2 separate regions of the Mus musculus genome follow, and region 2 is linked to region 1. A link is a contact called in public HiChIP or PLAC-seq data. All regions are on one chromosome and are shown on one strand. The core of a region is the stretch at or near the end of the contact, and the rest is flanking DNA. Distances in the headings are between cores, read along the strand shown. Region 1 overlaps Ptk2b (PTK2 protein tyrosine kinase 2 beta). Region 2 overlaps Dpysl2 (dihydropyrimidinase-like 2).

Region 1 (6,678 bases), core at 1,933-4,432:
GCGCCCAGCTTTCCCAGAAGAGGGCGCGCAGTGACCTACCTGAGCTCCAGACAGCCCAGCTGCAGAGCCATGCCTTCACTGACCTTGCTGGCGTAGCGTTGCATGTAGTCATTCCGGAGCTGATGGGAGAAAGGTCAAGGATCAGACTCATGCCCTCACTTTTGCTTCCTGGAGCAGAGGCCCTGGGAGGTAAACACAGTGATGCTTACAGGGCTTGGTCTCTTCTGTACAGTATTGGTGGGCTGAATGAGAATGGCCCCTATAGGCTTGTAAATTTAGATGCCTAGTTCCCTTTTGGAGGAACTGTTTGGGAAGGATTAGGAGCTATGGCCTAGTGGGAGGAAGTGTGTCACTGGAAGCAAGCTTTGATGTTTCAAAAGTCTAGAATACTCCCAGTATCTGCCTATCTATCAGTCTCCCTCTCCCTCTCCCTCTCCCTCTCCCTCTCTCCCTCTCTCCCTTCCTCTCCCTCTCCCTCTCTCCCTCTCTCCCCCCCCCCTCTTGCTCAGCCTCTTCCCTACAGATAAGGATATAAGCTCTCAGCCACAGCCCTAGCACCATGCCTGCTGGCCTACTGCCACACTCGCCACCATAATAGTCAAACTTACCCTCTGAACCATAAACCTAATGTCTTTCTTCAGTACGTTCCCTTGGTCATGATGCCTCTTTACGGCAATAGAAAAGTAATGAAGACAGTATCCCACCATGGAGAAGCATTTCGTGCCTTTCTCCCATGGCCATTTTTTTTTTGATAGAATAAAACTGAAGCCGGTCTAATGGTTAGGCCTGTAATCTCAGCTACTCCACATGATAAGCAGGAGGATTATAGGCTCAAGGTATCTTTGGGCTACATGAGTTTGTTAAGGCCAGCGTAATCAGCTTAATGAGATACTTTTGAGCCAAGGTGGTGGCTTGTGCCTTTCATCCCAGTTCTTGCGAGGCAGATGGATCTCTTTGAGCTCCAGCTTGGTCTATACAGCCAGCTCCAGGAGAACCAGGGCTACATAGAGAGACCCTTTCTCAAAAAAAAAAAAAAAAAAAGAAAGAAAGAAAAGAAAAGAAAAAAAGAAAAAAATGGGGCAGGGCTGGAGAGATGGCTTAGGGGTTAGGAGCTCTGACTGCTCTTCCAGAGGTCCTGGGACCAATCCCCAGCAACCACATGGTGGCTCACAACCATCTGTAATGGGATCTGATGCCTTCTTCTGGTGTGTGTGAAGACACTAAATAAATAAATAAATCTTTGAAAAAGACTAAAATGGAGGCACTGCAAGAAGAAAAATGGCTGAGGATTTGGTTTAGTGGGGGAATATTTGCCTTGAATTCAGTCCTTATTATTGTAAGTAAAATAAGAAAGAAAGAGAGATGAAGGAAGGAAGGAAGGGAGGGAGGGAGGGAGGGAGGGAGGGAGGGAGGGAGGGAGGGAGGGAGGGAGGAAAGGAAAGGAAAGGAAAGGAAAGAAGGAAGGAAAGAATGAAGATAGGAAGGAAGATTTGGGAGAAGAATTAGCGATTTATCCAAGCCAATGTTGTTAAGCAGTTATAAATGTCACTCAGAGTCCACAAAATATCTGGGCTGATGTCTGGCCCAGACATCAGAAAGGGAAGTGCAAAGACAGAACGAAAGCGATGGCGCCCGATGGTTGGCACTGCTTTAGAGCTTCCTCTGTGGAGGAGCTGTGGCAGCTACGTGTTTAGCCTGCAGGTGTGTGAGAGGGGCTCAGGCAGCTCAAGAGAGCCAGCTGGCACACCTTTGAAAGTTCTGTGAGCTAGCAGGTGCCACACTGATGGCTTGAAAGAGGCCACAACAGGAGTATTTACACCATGGGAAGTGGTAAGAACTACAACTTGTTCTTCCTCGGGCCAATTTGCCAGTACTCTGCCATGAATGGACGTCACTTGGTCCCTGTGACAACTCTCTTTACCGCTCTAAACTTAAAGAGGAGAAAGCAAACTCATGCAAATGAAGTCCTTGGGAATACCAGGATGGTCAGTGGCAGGAAACCACACCTCGGTGCCTGAGCACCAACCTGCTTTTCCTGCTTCACAGGTACACAGCCACACAGATGGGAGATAGGAGCATAAGAAACAGCCTGGGGGTGGGGAGGGGAAGCCTTCTAGAAGGCTGGCCTTTATCTTTCCATCTCCCCTGAAGACAGTGGGGTGCTTTTCACCTGTTGATAAAAGTACAGCAATGTGGTCCTGTCTTCTTTCAGGCTCTCCATGAAGTCTTCCGGCAAGTAGCGGATTTGAAGGTCATACCTGTATCAAGACAGACTCTGGTTGACACTGGGAAGCTGAATTCCCAAGAGAGCAGTAAGACTCACAGGGCCAAAGCTCCTCTACCCTCAGCATGCAAGGGCCATCCATGAGGCTTTTGGCACAGATACTAGTTTCCTTACCTCAAAGACCCGCCCTTGGCCTGGGCTCTCCTTCCTTCCCGCCCTCTGCTCCCTCTTACCATAGCACCAACAGCATCTGGTCTGGAACTGTAACCTAGATACTGTCCTGAAATGAGGATTCTCTATGGAAGCCAGGTTAGACCTCAAAACTATTCTCATCCGGACGGGTGGGAGGACTAAGTCTAGAAAGCCACTCCAGTTTTCTAGAAGATTCCGAGCCTCGGGCATGCTTGAAGGGAGGATGACATTCCTACCTCCACTCAGCTTCCACGTGTAGACATTCATACTTGTCCTGCACTTCGCCCACGGTCATCTGTGGGTGCAGCCAGTGGATCTCGTCTGACTTCATGTGCTTCAGCCTCAGCCCATAGCATTCAGCCAGCTGGATGTTGGGCCCTATTCGCCCACTCAGGAGGATGGAGGTGATGATCTCCTAGGGAGGAGACAGGAGGGCTAAGGGTCAGGGATGCACCCCTGCTGGGCTCTCACAGGCTCCCCATGAACATCCCCTAATCCTGTGTGGCAGTCTGTCTTGGCTATTATTTATTTCTGATTCTCTGACAGTGAGCACAGGCCCTGGGACACAGTGTGCTCTGCCCGGTGAATGAACAATTTGGCAGAATGAGACAGACATAGAGGAAGTGGGAGGAGGTAGCAGAAGCGAGGACAAGATGCAGAGGCTGAGAGCACAGTTCAAAAACAATTAATACCAGCTGGGCATGTGCCCTGTGAAAAGCCCCTTCTGGATAGTTTCCAGTCTAGCCAGCAGGATGCAGTACAGGACTAAGATCTGCCAGGTCTTCTCCACACATGACTGCACAGAGTCCACGTGACTCAGGGAAGCAAGCAGGTGTTACCACTGCGTTATTGTTGGTAAGTAAGCTGATGCCAGGACTAAGCTGGGATGGTGAGCCCTGGACACCAATGTTTTGCTTTGCCAAGCTGACTTGGGGCATGGCAGAGCTGGAGAAGATGGAAGCATGAGGCTGACCTTAAGGGACAGACCCACGAAAAGATGATCTTAGGAGAGCTGACAGGAAGGCACTAGCCTCTGTGTTCTGCTCTTGGGGTTTTCTTTTTCTTTTACCCACAGTTTCAGCAGGTCCCACACCCACAGACCAGTGCCCCCACTTCTTGGCCCAGACACAGGCCAGCCTGATTAATATGAATGTCAACTGCAAGGCTTCCCAGAAGCCCACCAGAAAGCCCTGACTAGCCCAACTTAGCTGCTGGTAATCACATTTCTCCCTTGGGTCCACATAGAGTGAGTGAGCTGAGTCCACTCCTGGCAGAGCAGAGTTCCCTGGATGCAGATTTAAAACCTCACTGACACTGACCCTTCTGAACTAGGAGTCTGAAATGCATGGATACCCAACCTACATCAGCCTACCCGAGACGGCAGGCTGGCCAGGAAGAGGAGGGAGGCTTTATTGTTTAGACTGTATGTTTTTTTATTTTTTTTAAACATGCCTCCCAAGAAGTTGTCTAAGTTAGCAAGCAAAATGCAATTAATTCCATAATTGGAAATAGAAGCAAGCATGTTGCTTTTTTCTCTCTTCTAGGAAAATGTCAAGACTAATATTTAAGTAATGCTGGTTTAAAATAATGTCCAATTAACGTCTTGTTCCAGATGCCTCCTTTCAATTCTCTTGAACTTCCATACAACTCTCTTTCCTACAAAGAAAGACAATGGCTCTCAGAGAAGCCCACTACCGCTCTGTGAGATGCATGGTGTGGGGTGGGGGATGTGGGGACCAGAGTACAGACCAGCAATCTAATATCATCTCTGAAATCAGAACGAAGGCTGAAGGTGAAGGAAGTGATCTACAGTGGCTCCAGAGAGAGAAGCCTGGACGAGAATGTAAGGCCTACCTTATGAAGCAGGCAGGTCTGCCACTGTCTCTACCCACTTCTGCTCCTGACCTCCTGCTCATCTCTACCCACCTGGTCACCCTGATATTTTACCCAGAATCTCTCATGTCTCCACTGAGTCCTACTTGCAGTTCCCACCTCTGGTGCTGAAGTGTAGAGCCTACCTCTTACCAAACTGAAACCTATTAGCTGAGCACTTCATTTTGTAGTAGTTAGGAACCCTGACTGAGGTAGAACTGAAAATCTCAGTTAAGTTATGCAAAAATAAGTTCAGGAGCACAAGAGCCCTCTTTGCATTCCCAGCCTGCTTCAGCGAAGAGATGCTGCCATTCTTCAGCTTTCCTTTAAGGTGATCTATGTATGTACACACACACACACACACACACACACACACACACACACACACACACACACTGTTGTGTGTGTGTATGTGTGTGTAACATGTTAAAAATGTATAAATTTTAGCAATTCAGTACTGACACATAAATACCCTCTTGAGACCTACTTACTGATTAAAACAGATGTTTTCCACATCTTTAGATGATTCTTTGTCCGGGTCAACCCTTGTGACTAACTCCTTTTCCCCTCTCGTTGTTTTAATGAATTTTCCTATTCTACAATTTCATATGCATGAAATACTAGGTATTATATAGCTCAGGATGTTCTTGGCCTTACAGTCCTCCTGCCTCAGCCTCCCAAGGGCTAGGATTACAAGTAGGTATCATGACACCCTGGCAAAGTTGCTTGCTTGCTTGCTTTGTTACACTGGGAATTGAACCTAGGGCTTTGTATATAGTAGACAAGTGCTCTGCCACTGACCTACACCCCAGCTTTGTTGCTCCTTTTTGGAGATGAATAATAGTCTTCTGTATCAACAAACCATAATATGTTTATTTAGCCCTCTGATTCTAGAAACCTAAGGCATTTATGTTTTTTTTGTTTTTTGTTTTTGTTTTTGTTTTTACTGTCGTGAACATTTGAAAATTAATGAAAAGTGTTTCTTATATAAATAATAAACTGGTGTTTGCTTGCAATTAATCCAAAGGAGTAGAATTACTGGGTCAAGGGTCATGGACTTTGTAAAAACCTGCCAGGGCTGGAGAGGTGGCCTGGGGACTAAGAGTGGTTATTGAAGACAGAATTGAAGTTGGTTCTCTCCATTTCTTTTCTTCATTTTTAAATTACTTCTTTGATAATTTGTGCATACATGCCTTCAGATCCAGGTCCAGCTTTTCCAAAAGCTTTTCCTAAAAGCTTCAGATCTAGGCTTTTCCTAATAAATGAGGACGCAATAGCTTCTGAGCGAAGTGATTTTTGTGAAAATTACGTTAGTTAACTCTTTGGGATGTTGCTTGGCTCCAGGTTAATACTCTTTTTCTTTTAATGAGCATACCTTAACACAGCAGTCTCTTACAGGATCCCATTTAAACTGTATTATAAAAAACACAATTTTGTTTTGTTCTTGTATCTTTTTTTATACCTGCCCCTCCCCACCCCTCACACACCCTTATCTCTTTCCTTTTCTTGTAAGTGCTGATGGGCCAAGGGTCAGAACGGTAAGGCCAAGGAGCTGGCATTAGCAGCCAGCCCAGGGACACAAAGAACTGAATGAGGGTGAAATTAGTTCCCTACAGGGGAGCTTAGCAAAGGGAGACCTGTATTGAAAAGAATGGACCCCTTCTAACAGTTCGGGAAAGTATTCAATCCACGGAGAGGAGAGAGCTAGAGCAGACCATGCAACAAGGGATTGTTTTGAAGTTGTGGTTCGTGTGACTGACACTGAAGGGGAGAGGGCTTGAGTTTTGAGTTGATTCTACTAACGGGCTTAACGAGCAATGCCATGTCAGAGTGGCTTCCAAGCCAAGCCTGAGTTTTAGTTTCCAAGCGCCATACTTCCGGAAAAGGGTCCAAGGCCCTTGTAGAAATAGATGATTCCAGGGCTGAGAGGAAGACAGATAGCACTAGGTGAGTCTGTAACATCGATTTGGACCAGAAACCAATGGCTGGAGTATGATGGGCATCCCTGACTACTTCACTCCATCATCCTGAAGCGCTTCCACGAGGTAAGGCAGGCATAGCTCAAGCCATACATTTCTTTCCTGAGGATGAATGTGGATGGTGCTGGAGACAGACAGCCTCACTGAACGGCACTGTTACCTTCCACCCACGTGACCGGACTGATTTACTGAGGTTGGATTATAGAGGACTTGGCTGGTCTTTGTCCTTGGTTCCAAATCTTGGGATTTTCCAGGAGGTAGAACTAGCTTTGTTATTCTTGTTCGGTTTTAACATATGGGGGACCCACAGTTTCAGAAGCATGGGGGAAGCGGGGGGCACTGGTCAATCACATATTGGTTTTCAGTTTGTAAAGACCAGCTAGCTATGTTCTTGGAGAGCTGCAACTTAGA
Region 2 (6,678 bases), core at 1,937-4,436, 650 kb after region 1:
TGCCAACTCAGTGATGTCCATGGCTCGAGTCCTTAGAAGGGCATCTCCAGACTTTGCTCCTATCCCAGAAGAGCATACACATTCACAGCACCTGATTCAAGAAACGCCCACTGTCCTCACCAGCAGTCACCCACAGTGACAGGAGGGGACAATGAACCTGTTGCAGTGTGACACCTCAGCTTGTATTTATTTCAAGCAATCCTATCAATTCGTGGGCATCCTCCTGTCTACGCACATCACAAAGTGATGTCTTGGACCTTCCTTTGATTGATACTCAATGTAGGCATGCAGGGTGGGTATATGACCCTCCAGTCACAGCTGGGGACACGCAGGCCTCCATTGCCTATCTGCTATAGTAATTTGAATGAGAAATGCCCTATAGAAGCCCAGGTGTTTGTACACTTGGTCCTCAGTAGGTGTCACTGCTTGGGGGGGTTTGGAACTAGGAGGTATGGCCTAGCTGAGGGACGTGGATCACTTTGACAGTTCTTAGCCGCACCCCATTTCTATGCCCTCTCTGTTCCTTGCATGTGGGTGAGGATGTGATCTCTCTCCCTCTGCCTCCTGCCTCAGCAGCCTGCTGCCATACGTTCCCCCTGCCCCAACTATTATGGACTCTGTTTCTGAACTGTAAGCCAAAATAAAACTCTTCCTTCCATAAGTTGCTTTGGTCATGGGGGTTCATCATACAACTGAAGGGGAATCCATGCAAACTGGGAACGTGAAGCCGCTTGCCTTCCTCCAGCCTCCAGCGACAAACATCTTCTCTGCTGCAGAGTGGTTGCCTCTTCCCACGCTCTTGTCTGCCCAGAATGACCCTCTCCAGGACTAACAGCTTTGCTGGCTTTCTAGGCCTTGGGGGCTTGAGCTCATTCACTCACAGAGGTTTAACATGGTTTGGGTAGTGTCTGAAAGTTTTATCAAACCAGGAGCCATGTGGTAGTTTGAATGAGAATGCCCCCCCACACACACACACACAATAGGCTCATATATTTGAATGTTTGGTCTGCAGTTGGTGAAACTGTTTGGGAAGGATTGGTGTGGCATGTTGGAGGAAGTGTGTCACCACAGGGGCGGGCTTTAAGGTTGCAAAAGTCACCATCCCCAGTTAGTACTTGAGCTCCTCCCTTCCCCTCCCTCCCCTCTCTCACTGCCTCATGGTTGTGGATCAGCTGTAAGCTCTCAGGCACTGCTCCAGTGACTGTCTGCCTGCTCCCATGCCCCCCACCATGATGACAAATGACTGGCTTACTGACGCTGTAATCAAGCCTTCAATTGAATGCTTTCTTTTATAAGACACCTTGGTCATGGTGTCTCTTCGCAGCAACAGAACTGTTACTAAGGCAAGCCACATGGCTAGGGAGATGGATCAATGGGCAGAGTGGGCAACATGCTTATTGTACAAGTATGAGGACTGGAGTCCATATCCCAGCACCCACTAAAACATGAGCATGCAACATAACCCTAGTAAAGCAGCAGGCATGTCTCTGCGACTTGCTGACCAGCTTGTCCAGTTAAAACAGTGAGTTCTAGATTCAGTGAGAGACCACTTCATAAACACACACACACACACACACACACACACACACCAAAAACTTTGAGCCCTGACAATGGATCTGAAGAAGCCCAGGTTAACCACAGAAGGTCTTCAAAGACTAAGACATCATACACAAGACTGTTACCACATGACAAAGAAGCCAACTGACATATAAGCTAGCCGGGTAGACTCAACCTGGAGAGATTTTGCAACTAAGATCAGGATGTCAAAAGTTTGCTAGGACCACCTACCACTTTCCTGACAAAGAATCCAGGTTCTGGGCAAGTTTTAAAAGTTAGATAATCATGGCTGTCAAGATGCCTCAGTGGGTGGAAGTGCCTGCCCCCCCCCCCCCCACCAAGCCTAATGACCTGAAGCACATGGTAGAAAGAGAGAAAAAAAAGAGGCTCCTGAAGGTTATCCTCCGACCTCCACACTGTGGCACTCCCTCACCGTGCATGCATACACCTCCAAACACTAAATAAATATATGTGTGTGATTTTATATATATAAATAATTATACATATATATGTATATATATATGTATATATATATATTTCTTTTTAAAGATAAATAACCAGATGGAGCAGCTTTGGAGTTTAACTCAGGTCTGAACCCTAAATCTCTTTTTTTTTCTTTTTCACTATAATAGAAGAAAAGGTTACCCATAATCCTACCACCTTATTTATTAATAACTATTTGTCATAATCTGTCATGCAGATACATATATATAATGAGGGGGTCAAAACAGGCCATGCCCTTGTTACCTGTGTGGAGCTTCACTTTATCTTAAGAGCAGGTTGGGCTACTATCTTCTTGTTCCATCTTCCTTTGAAAGACGCCCTTGGGGATGTCCATCAGTTTCACCTTGTCCCTGAGAAACAGCTTGCAGCTGTTCCCACATCCCTCCAATGATGCATAATGTTCTTAGGAACACACTCATGTTCCTAACTGGTCCACTACTTCGAGGTCCTTCCTGGAGAGGATGCTGAAGTTGGCATGGCATAAACAGATAGACTGAAGCTCTCAGTCCAGATGATCAAAATGGCTTCACTCTGCCACCAGCAACTCATAGAAACTCCAGATAATTCTGGTGTTCAGTTAACATGTTTGCTACTTAAAGAGGCAAACACAACACCCCCTTCACCCTTCACCGCTGCCATTGTCCTAGAAAACTGGCCACTTTCCAAGACCCATCTAGGAGGACAGAGGGACCCATGGAGGGTCTTGTACAGACACACTCCCTATCCCATGAAGCCTGGATCAGTGGCCACTTTTGCCATCTTAATTCTAACTCTCGCTCAGCCCTCCTTCAGCTGTGGGCCTGCCTCCAGGGCAATTTCCCAGCTAACATTAGGCGTGCACAAAGGAGTCCACAGGGTAGGGCAGCTCAGGCACTTAGTCCCAGCACTGAGAGAAGCTGTGTCCCCTCTCTACTCTATGTCCATGTCACAGCAAGGACAATTCATAGAAAATACCATGCCTGCAGCAGGAGGACACAACCGTGGCCTGCGGGAGAAAGCAAGGAGAGCCAAGGGTGACCAAAATACTCTAGCCAAACCCGTTCACTTGCCATGCTGCAGGCTCCGGGCTGTGTAGGGTTTCTCTAAGAAAAGTTGAAGTCACTGGCTGAGGGAGGGGTGAGGTTCCTGTTTCCTGTCATTTGACAAGCACTCTGGATCAGACTCTGAACAAAAGCCACATTGACAGCAGTTCACATCCCCTCACCAGAGGGAGAAACACACTCTGACTCCAAAGGGTGTGTCAAGCCTGGAATTCCTCTAGCTTTGGAGAAGTGACTGCCCAGCCCTGCCAGCAACCTGCTCTCAGAGACACCGAAAGCCCTCAAACTCACCAGCTCTCACATCCTCAGACCACGGGGGCTCACTCATCTGAAAAGATGGAAGGAAATAGTTGCTCATTCAAATGTCTGGGGACCAGTGCTATAACTGTGCACTCTGAGCTTGCAGGAAACAGGGACATGACAAGTCACAGGTCTGGCCTTGAATCCTAGCACGACCCTTGATGAGGTCCAGAAAGCTGAGCAAGTTATTTAACTCCTCAGTGCCTCAACTTCCCCATCTGCAAAAGAGGCACAGCAAGAGCATCTATGTGGGAAACTCAAACCACATTGCCTGGGTTTGCAGCCCAGTACCACTTCTCTCACTGGTTGTAGAACCTCAAGGTCCTTGACCCGCTCTGGACCTCAGTCTTCTTATCTGTAAAATAGACATTATTCTAATCACTGCACGCAGGGCTGTTGTGAAATAGCAGGTAACACGGGAGAACAGGAAGCTGTTTCATGTGATTCCCAGCCAGTGCTGTGGTCTCTAAAGCGTAAAGCTCCTGTTGGGGAGACCAGCCACGCACCCCATCAGCAGGGGAAGGGATGGGAATGAGGGTGGCCTCAAGCAGGGAGTTTCAGAGGAAGAACAGGGTGTGAGGAGGAACTGGATAAAGGCTGTGCGGAGGGAAGGCCAAGGCCACAGCACCACAAGAAAGACTTGGAACTCTGAATCATGCCCTCAGAGGAACAGGCTTCTGCAGAAACAGACAAAAACCCAAGGAACTAGACGAGGCTGTCCTATTTATGGGGCAAGTGGCTAAGTCGGAGAGATCCTCTGAGGGCTGTCAGGAAAGGAGGCTTCTCACTTCCTGCGGAAATTCCCTGCACTGCCCGCCACCACACATACCTACTCACTCAGGGACGCCAGGATACAAAACAAAACAAAACAAAACAAAACAAAACAAAACAAAACAAAACAAAACAAAACAAAAAGCACCCCTATATGGAAAGTGTTAGGATCAGGTAAACTCACTTCCCAATGTTAAGAGGACTCAGATGTGGGGAAAGCTGCCAATCAGGGCAGATAACAAACTGGCCTCATTAGCAGGGCTCTCTGTCATCCCAATAAAAACCAAAGCAACTTGATCCCAGAGCTTCCTAGAGATCTCCCCATCAGCCCCTTGCACAGCAGGCTGACAGTGTTGGAGCAAAGCTTACTTCAAACCCCCTAGGGACACAGGAAGCCTGGGCTGGCTGGATGCCTGGGTCTTTCCCTTTCCCATGTGTATATGTGCCCACAGGGGTGTAGGGGTGTGTGTGTGTGTGTGTGTGTGTGTGTGTGTGTGTGTGTGTGCTCTCACGTGCCCATGCCCATGAGTGAATGTATATGCATGTATATGGAAGTTCATGCATGCACGTAAGGCCCGTGTTTGAGCAACATAGAGGCCTTTGGGCAGCTTAAGGGAAATAGAAGACACTTCCCAATTTTCACCACAGTCTGCCAGAAATAAATTCTAGACAATGAGCAAATTACAGAAAGAATCAAGAGATGTGATAAGTCTGTGGACCGAGGACAGCCTAAAGATTTTCCTCATGAGGCTAGGTCCACCCTCCCTGACCAGATTGAGCTGTGAGCACCAACAACACTGAGCATGGTGACACGGGGTGGGCCAGCCAATGCCTGGGCTGGCCAGATGAGGTGGCTGGAGAAATATGTCATTCATGACACTTCCTCTGTTTGTCTCAGTTTTCAGTTGCCCTGGGCTACAGAACCACAGAGTGGGTGCTGGCTGGCCAGAAATAAGAGATTATGGGGCAGGATAGAACATCATAGGAGAAAGAAGAAGGAAGGAAAGAAAGGGGGAGAGAGAGAGAGAGCAAGAAATTAAGAAAGAAGAAAGAGAGAGGGAGGGAGGGAAGGGACGGAGATAAAGAGAGAGAAAGAAGGAAAGAAAGAAAGAGAGAGAAAGAAAGAAAGAAAGAAAGAAAGAAAGAAAGAAAGAAAGAAAGAAAGAAAGGAAGGAAGGAGAGGAGGGGAGAAAGGAAGGAGGGAGGGAGTTAAGTGAGGAAGAAAGAAAGGAGGAAGAAAGGAAGGAAGAAGGGAGGGAGGCAAGGAAAAAATGAGGAAAGGAAGGGAGGGAGGGAGGGAGGAAGGAAGGAAGGAAGGAAGGAAGGAAGGAAGGAAGGAAGGAAGGAAGGCAGGCAGGCAGGCAGGCAGGCAGGCAGGCAGGCAGGCAGGCAGGCCAGCCATATGCTATAAGGCTTCTATGTACAAAGAATGCGATTACCTCAGTTTCCATTGCAAAGGTTCCTTGTCCAGAAGACAATCCAAGGATAGACTTGAGGTTTTAGACTTCCCCTTAGCAGAGACTAACAGTAACACACACATTTACTTATGCAAAGCTGGGTCAGGATACTCCCAGAAACCCAAAGGCCACAGACAATAACAGGAAAGAACAATGTGCCAGTCAAGGAGAAGGGTCATGTGTACGTGTCCCTAGACGTCCACACAGAAACACTACAGCCTGATGACAGTGACTCGGCTGTGAAAATATGGATTGAAACAAACCGTACTGTGCTCACACCTATATGTGAGGACATAGTTTACGGATAATGCATGGTTACCGTAAAGAAAGGAGCACTTAGTTCAAATACGAACCACAGAGCATACAGGAGCCGATCAGTACATCCCACCCTCACACAAAAGCTGCTGTGCGGCTGGCTCCCTGTACAGTCAGGAATAGATCGGTTTTCTGGGCTTGGAGCTAAACTAAGAAACAAAAACAAAAAAGGCTGGCCTCCCCTGTTTGTTCCAACATTGCACAATGCCTCTTACATCCCCTCCAAACGAAGTCCAGCAGGGAAGGAAGACTTGGTGAGGTCATCTGTTGACTGGGCTCAATTTAAAGCCAAAAGGAGGGGTGGGGGAGGGGGCGGGGTGTTTTCTTCCTAGGAACCTGGACTGAATTCAAAAGTCCAGCACAAACCATATCACAGCCTCACTGGAGCCTGACACAGCCACTGCACTGGCCAGTGTCTCCCTTTTCCACTGGGGATGACGGTTCGATGGGCGTGTTTTGTCCCCAGTTGGTTAGAAAGACTGAATAGGGATGAGCCAATCTGGACAGCGTCTGATAACGAACACTGTTGGATCCTGATAAGGGGCCTCTGCTTAGCCTCCAGGGGACACCCATCAGCACCCCATCACACATAAATAAAGTATGCGCTCACAATAATACAGGCTCACAATATGCTCTCCCGGTTTTCAGGAACAACAGGGAAACCCAGACCTGAAGCACAGCTTCAAACGCAAAAGCACCTGAAAACTGAAAAAAAAACGAGGGGAACCACACAC

What was found. HiChIP or PLAC-seq counts read pairs in DNA pulled down with a chosen protein or histone mark.
Region 2: a contact with region 1 is called in an H3K4me3 HiChIP or PLAC-seq map of bone marrow-derived macrophages, with 8 times the contacts expected there. The contact joins two enhancer-like sites. A contact is called at or near these places in 1 of 484 Hi-C or Micro-C datasets (large pre-B cells) and 2 of 115 datasets of contacts at active chromatin or transcription factors (bone marrow-derived macrophages and stem cell-derived neural progenitor cells).

Annotation. Positions count from the first base shown.
Region 1 is chr14:66,187,404-66,194,081 of GRCm38.p6, forward strand. Ptk2b (PTK2 protein tyrosine kinase 2 beta) reads right to left here. Exons shown (of 31, transcript NM_001162366.2): 3 at 2,653-2,831; 4 at 2,171-2,258; 5 at 40-119. Gm52098 (a long non-coding RNA gene) reads left to right here. Exons shown (of 4, transcript XR_003951030.1): 4 at 1-125. Among named protein-coding and RNA genes, the nearest start is that of Gm52098, 12 kb to the left of the region's middle. Within about 2 kb of position 3,183, at least 110 of the 459 cell types and tissues checked have an H3K27ac peak or open chromatin away from gene starts, as enhancers often do. A contact at or near this core is called in bone marrow-derived macrophages, where this site is marked.
Region 2 is chr14:66,841,560-66,848,237 of GRCm38.p6, forward strand. The region is part of intron 3 of Dpysl2 (dihydropyrimidinase-like 2); the gene reads right to left. Among named protein-coding and RNA genes, the nearest start is that of Gm5464, 24 kb to the right of the region's middle. Within about 2 kb of position 3,187, at least 103 of the 459 cell types and tissues checked have an H3K27ac peak or open chromatin away from gene starts, as enhancers often do. A contact at or near this core is called in bone marrow-derived macrophages, where this site is marked.